2 separate regions of the Bombyx mori genome follow, and region 1 is linked to region 2. The links are chromatin contacts, called in public Hi-C maps. All regions are on one chromosome and are shown on one strand. Each heading gives the region's core, a stretch centred on a gene start, on an enhancer-like site or on the middle of the called end of the contact. The rest is flanking DNA. Distances are from core to core; before and after follow the strand shown. Region 1 overlaps LOC134198918 (a long non-coding RNA gene). Region 2 holds the start of LOC693109 (ras-related protein 2).

Region 1 (7,297 bases), core at 3,650-6,149, 45 kb before region 2:
GTTTTAATGAGTTTCCAATATTCAAAATAATTAGTTCGATGTCTTATTTAAATTACGTAATATGTTGAAATATGATTCTTTTTACTTATTTACCTGCATGGTAATCGCTTAAGCTTAAATAGGCTTATTGGGTTAAAGCTGGGTAACGTATGTCAAATTTTATGTGCGATGCCAAGCACCCAATATCTTTTAAGTGGATTGTTAAACGAGTTCACGGCCAAAGGCATGCCTGTATGGCATGGCCTGCATGCTATTAAGCAATTACCAGAGCCCATAGACAACTGAAAGTGAATGCCACCGCGCATCGTGGAGCATTCGATCAAAATCGTTTGAATCGAAGTAACGTATCTTTCAAATTGGAATGCATAAAATTACTTTGGGACAATCAATGCCCAAAATACGAATTAGGGGAGGGGTTGAGTGAAACAATAAAGTATTTTAACTATGTACATGCTACAGATAAGGGATCATAGTAACTCGATCTTCTGATAAATAACCTAACATACTATATATTATCGTATGTGCGCGATCATCTAACCATTCTTAATGTTATTTGGCTCTATTTTACTTAACAAAACACTTCAAGTCATGATTATGTTAATTTTATTTGCAAAGCACGTTTTCTGAGGTGCGCGGCATCATCCGGCGCACATACGACCACGGATTATTCAAGGAAACTGTCAAGCAGAAATGTTGTATCAATGTACTAGTAGATTCAATTGAACTGTCAGTAACGATTAGATGGTAAGTAACATTATTTAGTAATGATAGCGACTCAGAGCTTAGTTATTTGAATAGATCTTTGCTTGAAAAGTGTATATGAATTTCTCGAAGAAATATTGACAAACGCACCACAAAGAAGATCATCCAACGAGTGTCGTTGTCCGGATATGGTTGATCCCACTGACGTCAGATTTATACTGAACGATCAAAATAAGAATACCATTGACCTTTTAAAATAATGCTTCTCAAAATACGAAAAAGGTCTACCTAATTGAATTATTTGAACCGAATCGTAATAGATTTTCGTGTTTATGCTGTGCATCACGAAGTTCGAATATCTTGTTGAAAAGACGCAAGATTTCTTTAAATTACTGTCGGTGATTCAGTCAGAGGAAAGAGGCCGCTACACTGAATTTTATAATTATTAAATGACCGTATTTGACGTCTTAGTGTTTCTAGTATGTTCCACGGAAAAGCCGTTTTACTTTCTGATATAATGTTATTGAAATAAAACGCTGGTACACTAAACTGCTACATACAAATTTCTGAAACTAACAATGTAATAATTTGGTTAAAAAATATGTACATTTATTGATACACATTTAATTTAATTTATCGCGCTTGCCATGGAAGCTTCAATCAAAACAATGATAAGAGCATGTGCGAATGTTATTATTGTAGTAAATCATTTGCAGAATACAGTACTAATCGACAGCAATATACATTTATCAATCACAATATAAATACAAAACGTCGATATAATAAACGCTTTGAATGTTTTCCTTCTGTTGTTACACAATTGAAGTAAATAGATATCGATGTGTAGTAACCTTAATTGTCAGATCCTACGAGTATAATGACTGTTATTAAATGACTTTTGTGAATCGTGTATCAAACTTCGACACGAAAACTCGATATTCATTTTAATTTTCTTAAAAAACAATAAAATCTATCGATTTATATGTTTTATAAGTCGAACTGAGTTTGTCGGTCGACATAGAGCGACTAAACGTTTTTACGGAACTTAAGTCGGGGTTCGGGAGCTGAGATTTTTTCCCGGTTTCGAAATGAGAATCGCGTACTGGCTATAAACGAGGATAGCTAACGAGACACGCTCCGAGTACGTAAACAGGGGTAAAGAACCTGCGGTCGAGACCGATAAGCGGAGACCGCACACTTGAAAATCATTATAAATCATAATATAGAACCTATACGGTAAAGCCGCAACTTCTGACCCTCGTTAGCGTTTGATGATTTCGTTTCGCCTTGCTTGCTGGCACGGAAATAACGGCACGCAACTTAAAAAAAATGTTACGCAACTCTGAACTGGTTGACGATGGGATTGTTTACTTTTTTCAAGTAACTTTGATAGCGTAATGTTTATAGAGTGCCCAGATATTTCAACTTTGTAATTTCGGATTCTCTTTACTATTAGGCGGGCTCACGATTCATCTGTTGTTTCTGATATTTGTTAATCTGTATGAACTCTACAACGTTAATTCAGTGGTCTAGTTTGAGGCATTAGTCTGATTTATTAATATGGCATTCATGGTTATCCGACCCTTATTAAACAGAATACCCGGCTGAAATTTGCAGTGTACCTACTAGTAACAGCCCATGTTGACTCAAAACACGGTCCGTTTCTAGATATCTTTTTTACACGTACCATCCGACTTTGGCCTAAACTCCCCTCTAGGGTGTTTACTGAATGAATGCTATAACATGTCTTTCTTCAAACGAAGATTGAGGAGAGTACTAAGAGGTAGCTAGCGTCTTGGCTATGCCGTTGCCTACTGTATCTAGCGTTCATGAGCGACGATAACCACTCAGAATCGGAAGGACAACATACTCGTCTGCCTGGCAGGGCAAAAAAGTACCTACCAACTCTCAATTTAGGAATTAGTAGGAGAGTTAGACAACAAAATAAGCTTAGGGAAGTAAACCCAACGAAAGACATTGAAGAAGGTAGTAGGGTAGCCATGGTTGTAGGGCGCGATGTGAGCCAGCACGAATAAGTACCGCTGTCCTGGGCCCAGTAGCCGTACAATACAATGAGGGTGGAAAACGTTTCTAATATCTATGTGATCTATAAACGTCTAAGCAATATGTGGTCCGTGGACCGTGACTTCTTTAATTTAGTACAAAAAAGCAGAAGTAGTAACTCGATATAGTCGAACTCTGCTTTTCATTAGACTAACAGTCGAAGAGATTTCATGTGGGTCCTGTAGCCTAGAAGAAGTGTAAATGTTCGTTTTCTTCATAAATTACTGTTAATTTTTACGAAGTGCTGATGTTCCTTATAATTACCATGCAAACCTATTGAGTGCAACCGTCTAAACTGTTACAAGCTTCGTAATCGGCTTACCAAACTCATCGGGTTCAGTGAAGCGACATCGCGACGTGACAACAAACGTTTATTTTGATTACTACAAATTTTCGCAACGAAATCATTATTGGTGCGAAGCGAACGTAAGATAACATCGTTTTAAAACTTGTGTTTTGTACAAATAGCAATAAAAACTGTACAGCGGTGCTGGCCACAGCTTCCTGTGATACGGCAGTGGCGCGCCGCACCGCCCGCTGTGCTGATAAACACGCGCCGGTCGACTTCCGCCTCCGAGGACGCGACGACCCATCTCCGTCCACTCTCACTGCTCGGTCAACATGTAATATAAATAGAAAACAACCTTTTTTTAATCAAGCCTCGGAGATTTCGAAGAAGTTCTTATAGGTACACAAGCCGTACTCGACCGCTTCACTGGGCATTTAAAATTAACATTATTATTTATTGTCATCATTATTATTAGGGTGTCCAACACTCATATAAATATTTAAATAGTAATTTATAAAGTATTTTCTACATGGATACCAAGTTTCAAGTCAGTCGGATGCATGGTTCAGTAGTTATAATGGAACATCCGTAACAACCACTGTAGATTTATATACATATTAGTATAGATTAACAGAAACGAATTTGCATACGCTCAAATACTATTATGCTGTAAATAAAAATGAAAACCCAGCTATGACTAGGTTTTCATTTCTGTGAGCCGAACTTGTAGTCTAACATTTTAGTCACAATCTAAAGGCAAAGTCATGAGTCAGATCGTGATGCATACATACTACTAAATAAATGTGTCAGATTTGATAAATGATGAAAGAAAATTTAATTGGGTTTCAATGGAAAATGGGCAGTAGCACTCTATGAGTATTATACCAGCGTACTGCGACCTCCAACTAGCATTTACTGGTGGTAGGAAGTATTGTTGCCGCTGCGGGAGTACCACTAACTTACCCATTTCTGATGTGAAGCAGAAATGCGTTTCGTTTTGAAGGATAGCACAGTCGTTATACAATTCATGAGACTTCCACCAGATTAAAGCCCTAAGCAGGGAAGCCTTGAAGCCTTAAGGGTAACAGCATTCAATTCGTAATGTCTAATACCTCTGGTAGCCATTTGACACAAGGTAGACCCTGAACTCGTTCACACACCAACGCAATAAAGAAATAAATAGCCATATACTGGGTATATGTCTGGGTACTTCTTGACAGTTTCCACTTAAATTTGTTTTCCAAAATTTTAAAGAAATTTCGACTCCCAGAAAGAAAGATAAAGATTTTTTCAGAAAGGGAAAGAAAAATTTATTTCACAACAAAACAAAAAACAAACATAAACAGTCAAAAACAATAGGCGGTGTTATCGATAAAGACAACCGTTTTTAACTAGAGAAATTCTGAAAAAGATACAGCAGTGTACCACAGCATACGGTGTACTAATATAAATAATATTCAGAGTGATCAGTCAAAAATATACCAAACCTATTACATTGGCGCATTATTAAAAAATGAAGAAAAATACAATTTTATAATAAAAATAAATATGCACCAACAATCTGATTTGTATTAAAAACCAAAACAAAATGTAGCCGACAGTAAAACCCGATGATTTTGAATAAAAATACCCTGTGAACGGTATCAATCACAATGATCTAATTCAAATACAGGAAATTATATATATATTTTTACAGCCTTCTTTAAACATACACTCTGCTATTATATATGAGTACGATCCCAATTAATAAGCGGAGCGGTTCCAAAACTTTTAAGAACAGTTTAAGCTACTCTAGTCTAATGTTAAACGTTGAGAGTACATACGATGTCGTCTGATATTAAGGTCAATTGCCTCGCCCGATTGTTGGGCTAGTCTCCGATAAGACTGTTCAAACGGTCACGCTACCGATGTCTAAATAAACACACAAAAATTTATCTAAGGCCAATATTATTTATACTACCGATATACCTCTAATTGGTCAGTTAACATTTGCTGACGTAGAAAACCATTTAACTTTATTAGCCGGTAAATAACATCAATTAGACTACATTGACAGGAATGAAGATTTTCTAACAGCAAAACTTTTAATTCCATGAATAAATTTTAGTACTATCTCAGCTTCCATAATAGCTTGTCGGAACCTATGTACATCGGTTATTATAGTTATCACGAGACCATGAACAATCGATACACACAAATACCTATGCTTCATTTTTTTCTGTATCAGCTAATGACGCTTCCTGCTTCGTATACGGTTGATTGATATTGAATATAAACCAAAACGGGTTCTTACCTGCACCAGTAACTATACTAAATTAAAGGGTGTTGTAGACATTCATCCACTATAAGGTTAATTTATTTTATATTATAATATAAATGGATACTAATTTATAGGTTTGTTTGTTTATTCGTGTTCGTCGTCGTTTTTATCCGATTGACTTGGAACTGTTCAGTTATTGTTGGCAAGAGCACCATCAACTTAAGATGGGTGACGTGGAAGTTGTTTTAACATATGGTTATAATTCATTCATTTGGCCAAAATCTGTCGTGTTTAGTTATATTTGCTAATTAATTAGCACTATTTAAAACTCAACTGACGGCTATTTACCTAATAATAATATAATTTGATCATTAACTTATAATATTATTAGTGGAAATACCAATATCAGCATTAGCATTTGCGAATTTGGGATTTTATGTTGAATTTTGAATCAGACTTTCCGTGAGTTTTGGGTATTTCTCAATTGTTTGTCATAATAATCAGAACAAAATGATTTGCTGCTTCTAACTTCAGATGCCTCATGATCTAAGAAGCATACATTTATTATAAAATGAATGTCGATTAAAATTATTAATTTCTTGTTAAATTATCCTTCCTGTTAACTACATGTGTCCTTCTTAGTTACTATGTAACAATATTATTACCCATAAAGTTTAATACATTTTGTATATAAGCATAATGTATTATCGTTGTTGAATTTATTTCAGAATCTCATCCACTCACCACTCTACACAGTATGATTAAGTCAAGCCAGTGATGTATCATCATCTCGGCGTGGTCGGCGTCATAAGTCAAATATTTGTAATTCATCAGCCCAACCACTTATCACTGTTCATCCGTGTTCGATTCTAAATTATATACTTGAATTATATACTTGAATTATATTATTGAATAACGTAGCTCTTACTCACACATTCATCACAAGATATTCTCGTCAAATTATAGCGGCCAGCTAACATCACAAACGTCAGTGGGGCCGAACTGTTGAGAGATGTCATGGACACGGGTGGTTGCGTCACCAAACAATGTGAAGCGAAGCAACCGAATAAGCAGTTTTCACATCGCCTTCAACCTGCAATCCTCATATTTACCAACGCAAATTTAGCTAATAACGATTAAATCATAATTAGCCTAATTTACAATTACTCAGAAATAAGTAGACTAATTAAAAAGCATAGATAAAACCGTGGAACGGAACTGTGACGAAAAAATCCCTACGTCCGTTTCAATGGCTAATAAATGACCTAGCTATCCAGTGATCTGACTATTCTTAATTAAGGTTATGGTGACTCTCTGGTCGACCTCTACCATTAATTAATTAATAACCCCTAGGAAATTGATAGCCATCATTAATCTGAGAGATGAAATAAACTTGTATACAATGACAATTACAGATTAATACATTTACAAGAATAATAATAGGGGTTAAAGTATGAAATTGCCGTTTTATTTTAATAGGTACTACGAATTGACATAGAACCTTCATGATTTGAGATTTTTGAGTGAAACTTTTTCAAATGGTACCTACCTATGAGGTTCTTCTTTTAAAAAATGTGCAACATTCGATTGTCGCCTTTCAGTTGTTTTTTTTTATTCAGCTTAGACAAGAAAAATGGATACTTCGAAAATTCGAATGATTTTTGAATACGAGTCTCGACGCAGAACTAGCACTGCAGAAACAGCTCGCAACATCAAGTAGACATTTTGATTAAATAAATAATATGTTAAATGATAAAAAACCAAAATCAATTTTTCAGTACAAATCGGCAATTTCATACTTTAATCCCTAATATTTCGTTTTGAGGCAAGAGTAAACAAGGTCGACTTTTTTCAATTTATTAATTTATTAACATTATTTTTTTTACTTTCTTAAACGTCATTAAAGTTGCAAGGAAACGTCTTCTATTTCCGATCAGATACATCACCAAGATAAACTTTCTTTGCTGACACTCCGAAGCCAA
Region 2 (6,722 bases), core at 4,053-6,552:
CAAAAACTAATAGACCGATACGTCGAAACTTTTTGTTGAAGATAAAAACCCTATGATTAAAGTTAAACCGGTATTTATAGGTATTTTACTTCGCTAGGATGAAGAGTTCCGAGGACATAACAAATCAAATATAAACTTCTACATATGTGGGTATTCCAAACTTAACGCAGATGAAATCACCGGATAAAAATGCACTTATTAATTAATTTATGTTACACAAAAATGGAAAAAATAACTTAAATGAACATTGGACCTAAAAAACTGTATTATTTCCCTTTGTATAAAAACCGAAGAACTGTAAATAGCTTTTATTTGAAAATTACAAAAACTTCTTAAATGTTCCATAACTGTGTTTTTTTTTAAATATTGAACACAAGTAGGTAAGTCAAAAATTGCTTTGGAAATAAAAGTTTTGTTCAATACAAACGAACTTGTGATTCGTAATCAACGCACAAAACATGGCAAAACGCAAAGCAACATTTAGTTATCCTGTGGGTGAATATTTATTATTTAGGAAATTAAACCATTACGTGGTAGCATTCGTGTGGCAGTAACGATAATATTAAATGTATTTATATACAGAACATGCCCCACACGCAGCCATGAAGCGCGGGAGATACATCCAGCCGCTTCAAATTCTATTCCAAGCGAGACTGCATATTTTATTGAGTCCTACTCCGAGTTACGCCTATTTAATAAATTTACAGTTTTGGCATATTTCAGGCGCAGAAAATAAACTAGCGCAGCTTTAGTGAGCTTTAACCTACAAAGACAGAGCCAAGCTGAAGACAAATCTTAATTATTCAGAAAATTTCAGTTGAAGGCGTACATTTAATCTTATTGCAATGAGTGCAACCATCGTGAAATGTTTAGGTACTTAGTACATAATACTTACAGATTGTCATGATATTCTTTAAACTTCCCAGTCCAAACTATGAACGTGGTTGGTTATCGACTCCAAGGCTTACTTACACTGGCTGGAACAACGGCTATCAAATCCTTCAAACCGAAACAAAATTATTTTGCAGCAAGGATTATGGGGTGGCTGTTGTCAGGCGGTATAAGCTCAGAACATAAGTTAAAGGTTTTTTTTTTAAATTTACTACCTCTAAAATATTGAGATACAAAACGACTTAAAAACAGGAACACGGCAATGGTAGATCTATAACGAACGGGACAAAAATTATTGCTAGGTCGTCATCAGATTGAATTGTGTTACAATAATATACATTGTTGATCAGGTCACCATAATTTTCAATAGTAAATAAATACTAATATATAAATAAATAATTTTCACCAATACTATTATAGTAAACTCGGAATTTTAGCTATTCCCATGACTCAAGTATGTGCACTGAAAATTCAGCTGTTACATGATTTACAAGCCAAGGGAAAAACTGAATCCTTTGTTTTTCTTGTTCTTGAGGTTCAAGAAGGGGCTTTATGTTAGGCATCGAAATCTAGAGTATTCTTGCGATCATCGCTGATTTTCCTGAGCGGCGGTGACCACTTATCATCAGGTAAACGCCCTGCCCATCTGCCTGAGATATCAATTTAAAAATCCAGGACTGAATACGTTTTTTGGTAGATATATATAATATTTTTTAAGATTTTGCAACAATGCTTTGCATTTCTCGTGGCTACTGGCTTGTGATGAATGAAAGTTTTTCAAAAAACAAAGATAATGTAGTACAAATGATCACACCTGACTACGTCCGAGCGAATTAGTTTTATCTAGGCCAGTAACGGCACCTAAACAGCAGTGGTGCACGAAAACACAGCAATCGAAGCATGACCTTAAACTCGATAACGTCCAGTTCACCACAGATGTTTTATCCTATTCCCGCAACCAGGCACGTTCCACATTTAAATATTCACTCACCGAAAATCCATGACGTAACGTTAGCTATATGATAGCAGCACTTCAGACTTCTCAATTATCAGGAAAACATTAGATCGGCAATCAATAGGTGTATATTAGATTTAATATTAATTTCATAAATAGAACAAAAACGTTTTCTAAAAAACGAACCGATAGGTACAGTTTATTATTAAATATTAGGTAGGTAGTAGGTATTATTATTAGGTCCAAATAGTAATTATGATTGCTCGTTACTCCTCTACCTTATGTACATTTGTTTACATTACGACATGAATGCAGAGAAATCGTTAAACATCAGATTATTATTGCAATTATAAGTACCGATGAACGTCGTAGAAACTGAGGATGCTTGCGCACAGCATGTCACGGTCCAACAACTGCCACAATGCAGTCTTTTATTTGTGGCATTCATCACTAAGCAGTCAGCCCATAGTCATATTTATGAGTCTTGGGCACATTAGATTGAAACATTCAACACTTATTTACATTTGGTATTATAAACAAGTCTTCTTTTTCTACTCTAATGGACAAATGGTGTAATTTCACTTTAAAGACCCAGTCACCAAGGCCGCTTTTCTAGGCAGTCAGCAAAACAAGGTGACTGGCTGAATTCCTGAAACGACTGAGTTAATATTCTACCGAGACCTAAAGTAGGCACTACTTAAGACGCCAATTTGTAGGGAACAAGCCAGCAACTCATAGTTTCATATAATTCATGCAAACTTCAACAATGGTTTCAAACAGTAAGTACTAAAATAAATCTGATCAAGCTTAAAAGACATATGAGTTTGATTATACATTTTACATTACCATGTAGTTAGTTATGTTATTAACATACATAAGTATTTAGGTTTATTTTTCAGAAGTGTGTAGGCAAATGATAATTTTGATTTTAAATTACACCATATTTTTCACACAGGGTTAAACTTTCAATATTTTGGCACAATTCATTTTTTTTGATCTAATTTATGCCGACCATACTTTGCTCTGACTGAATTTATAAAAAAACATTCATTGTAATTAATTGTAATGCACTGACCACCTATCATATTTCAATAGTAATATACAATAAACTATCCCAGAAGTCCCATCAACAAATTACAAAGTTTTAATACAATCAAATACGTGATGCAGAGAGCACAAATGAGCTAACAATCTTGCAAATGTCCTTTTTATACAACTCTATATTTTGTGGGCCTACTTATGATCTTAGGGTTTTAAATAGAGAGGTATGTACTAAAGCGTGTTAAAAATTTTACTTTTCCTATCATTATATTTACAGTTCCTTATAAAATGTTAGTCCTTGAAATCTAACCCATTATTAACCAACCAAAATATTAAGATATTTATGTACTCACCTCTAAAACAATAAAATAAAATTTGTTTTCAACTATGTAAATATAAAGTTAGTACTGCCTCAATTAATATTAGGTGTAAATGCGGTATTATTAAACATCAGTGCTTTGGTTTATATATTAATTTTACTATTCATTCTCATTCTTTCAAATCTATCAGTAAATTATTTGTTGAAATCAAAATATTTATGCTAATTGAAAACCACCCAAGGTCACCATATACAATTCAGTGGCAATAACGTAAAACATTTAATTCAATGTTAATTTGCATTGTTATGATTTTCCATACACAATTCATAATTTTTTTTTATTTTTTACCACCAAGTTTTTATGCTACTTTCTAAAGTTCATAAGAAGCTCTTAAAGACAATGCAACAATTTCAGCTCAGTATTCAATTGAATCGGTGACACGGAGACATTGATTTTTGGATGGACTTATAAACATATTTGTCATGCTGTGAGATATATTTTAATAACCTTATCATTCGCCTGAGTTACTTTCGAATAAAACTTCACTTGTTACTCTCCCACTTAAAACTTTTATTATAGATACTTTGTTATATATGTATTATCACAAATCCTGGTAGACTTTTAAAACACAATCACGCAACTGACAATTCTTACTGTATTTCCTTGATTACTTGTTTTTCATACAAACATAATTTACACAATAAAACACATTCTGTAACATGACTTAGGTGTAAACTCTTACTCACCAAGATCCACTCTACACAATCATACAAAATTATTGCATATTGGATGGCTTTTTAATTCTCTAAATCATCCTTGCCCTTCAATATTTATAATCTCATGAAATTATTTACAAAAAATACTAACATTAGTTTACATGTTAATGTTCAATTTGCTGTAATGGAATGCTTTTGCTCACATTCCTATTATGTTGAACAAAAGTTAGGTTCTTATATTATGCTTCTCAAATTTTGTTCATTTTGTTTCTTATATTAATCATAATCATCTGCGGGAGTATCTACCAGTACTAAAGTATGAAAATATAAGATAAAGCACCTTGATTGGACAATGGTATGTATCAAAGATATTAACAACGTGATATGACGCGCATCGCGACCGCCGGAGGGCCAGCGGTCGTTGCCGGCGCGCCGCCGCCTAGCTCTCCACTGGAGGCAACCGGCTATCGAGCGGAAGCGGACCAACTCCCGCCTCGCTCTTGCAGTCTTACGAGAAATAAATGCCACATTACACACTAAATATTAAAGCACTGTACAACAACAATAAGGTTTTTCTTTTTCTGGACTAACGTTCATTTCACGCACAATTTCTGCAAACATCTCGTTCACGTTGGTGCGACTCTTTGCTGAAGCTTCGACGAAGGGACAGCCCCACATCTGCGCGAGCGCAGCGCCCTCCGCATGCGCCACCTCACGTTGATGTTCCAAGTCAGCCTTATTTCCCACAAGTAGAATTGGTACACGTTCTGATCCTTTGACACGAGTAATCAATTCCTTCATTGGTTTGATGTCTTGAAACGTTTGGTGGTTTGTTAATGAATATACTACTACAAAGCCTTGACCATTTTTTATATACAGATCTCGCATCGAAGCAAACTGCTCCGTGCCAGCGGTGTCCAAAATTTCTAAAACACAAGGAGAATTGTCCACTTCGATTTCTTTTCTGTAGAAATCCTCTATCGTCGGATCATATTTTTCCATAAAACATCCTGATACAAATTGCACAGTCAACGCACTCTTTCCGACCCCACCCGAACCCAACACGACCACTTTAAATTCGCGCATTATTGTGCTCCGTAAATCACAATTGCGAGTCTTCCACACAATGTTATAGAAACGTATTCACACTGTGCGCTATAAAATGTCATTGCTATGTTGGTTTATGACTCACTCGGATGCGATCACTGAGTTACATTTACTAAAGTTAATTGATAAACACCGACGCCATTTTAGTTCCATGTAAATTAAAATAACTCCAACTGCATAGCACTAATAACTTTAAAGACAAACGCGGAACATAACTTCCATTCAACTGACGTGATCAACACCAGCTTGGTTCCACACGAGCAGCAGGTTGGTCAATGCACCTAGTTGCAATGGTTTGATTGGTGAATGGATAATTTCCCTAACGAATAATAATATTGCCACCCATAAAAACCAAGCTTTTCACATTTTTCCAGAATTTTTTTTATCACTGTTCAATTGTTACACTGATTATGTATGTTGAATTATTATGTGCATTACTTTTGAAATAACTAAAAAACTTCTTATTATTTCATTATAAATGACACTTTTCGCGTCACTATGCTAAAATTCTAGTAGCCCCATAGACGATTTGCTCTTAGAATGTGATACAAAAAGAGTTCAAAAGAAGAAATATTCACAAAACAAAACAAATATACTTGATAGCTTTAAAGTCACTAAATATGAACTAAAGATTATTTGTGTGAATATTGTTTTGGTAAACATCCACTATAATTCTAGTTAGAGTTGAGCACTGAATGTATAACATATTATCTTAGGATCGATCTATCATATTATCTTGATGTCTATGGGATTAAAAGAAATATAAAAGTATAAGCAAGCTAAAGGAAATTAGTTATACAAAATTACCAAAATTCCTTATTGCGCAGTAAAATATAATAGCTAGCAACACTTAAACGGATATTCTAATATCATCATGTTGGCTATACTGTTGAAAGTGATCAAGTTAAGAAAAAATAAATAACATCGTCATTGAAATAATAGAAAATTGAATAATTCTTGAATTGAAGCTTAAATAAACTTCAATTCAATTGAAACTTTTGTAAATCGGAGTATTAAATGATACATTGTTAATGATGCCCTTAGAACTTGTCTGTATAGATTAACCTGGTTTTAATTCGATCAAAATCGGAACCTGTTATTACAAACGCAGTATAACTAATACCCGTTAAATCATGTTTTATACCTTTAAATTCTATTTAAATGTTGACTTGCGAACCAAAGAAAATATTCCCAACAGTGAGTGACCCTTTAATATAGATATTAAACATATTCATTTCCACTGTGAGCTCCTACCTAATATCAGTCAGTCAGTCAGTAATACCAGATTATGGTACTAATATTCTCGCTATTTCCCAGTTATATACCCAGGTTACTACACCAGCACGGACTACACGAAATTAAGCTAAATGATGGGATTCAGGTATTCCAAAGAAAGCATATGAATTTATATTTCAATGCACATTTTCTACACAGCAAGAGACAATAAAATCCGGCACTTGTACAGAGACTACGAAGATTGAATGAGTAATGAAAAATGTTAAACTCAACACGGCCTAAAGCTGATTGCCATACTGAACAAGAAGTTTTTTCAAATTACTTCTGTCCTCTGGAAGAGCAGTTAAGTTTTGTAGATAATTTATTGTCTTTATACTGTCAAAGACCGTTTTTGAGATTGCTATTCCAGGGTAAAATGAAAAGTAAGGAAGAATTTAAATTCTATGCATAATAAAT

What was found. Hi-C and Micro-C count contacts between places; a contact is called where the count stands out from the background.
Region 1: a contact with region 2 is called in a Hi-C map of whole pupa, with 2.8 times the contacts expected there. The contact joins the enhancer-like site here to the promoter of LOC693109 in region 2. A contact is called at or near these places in 3 of 7 Hi-C or Micro-C datasets (midgut, an unstated tissue and whole pupa).

The regions. Positions count from the first base shown.
Region 1 is chr5:9,008,148-9,015,444 of ASM3026992v2, reverse strand. LOC134198918 (a long non-coding RNA gene) reads right to left here. Exons shown (of 3, transcript XR_009973203.1): 2 at 6,248-6,408; 3 at 3,121-3,374. Among protein-coding and RNA genes, the nearest start is that of LOC134198918, 4.6 kb to the right of the region's middle. Within about 2 kb of position 4,899, at least 2 of the 8 cell types and tissues checked have open chromatin away from gene starts, as enhancers often do.
Region 2 is chr5:8,963,924-8,970,645 of ASM3026992v2, reverse strand. LOC693109 (ras-related protein 2) reads right to left here and starts at 5,302. Exons shown (of 1, transcript NM_001046862.1): 1 at 3,759-5,302. The coding sequence starts at 5,009. The coding sequence ends at 4,467. It overlaps LOC119628514 (a long non-coding RNA gene), which reads left to right. Exons shown (of 3, transcript XR_009973201.1): 3 at 81-347.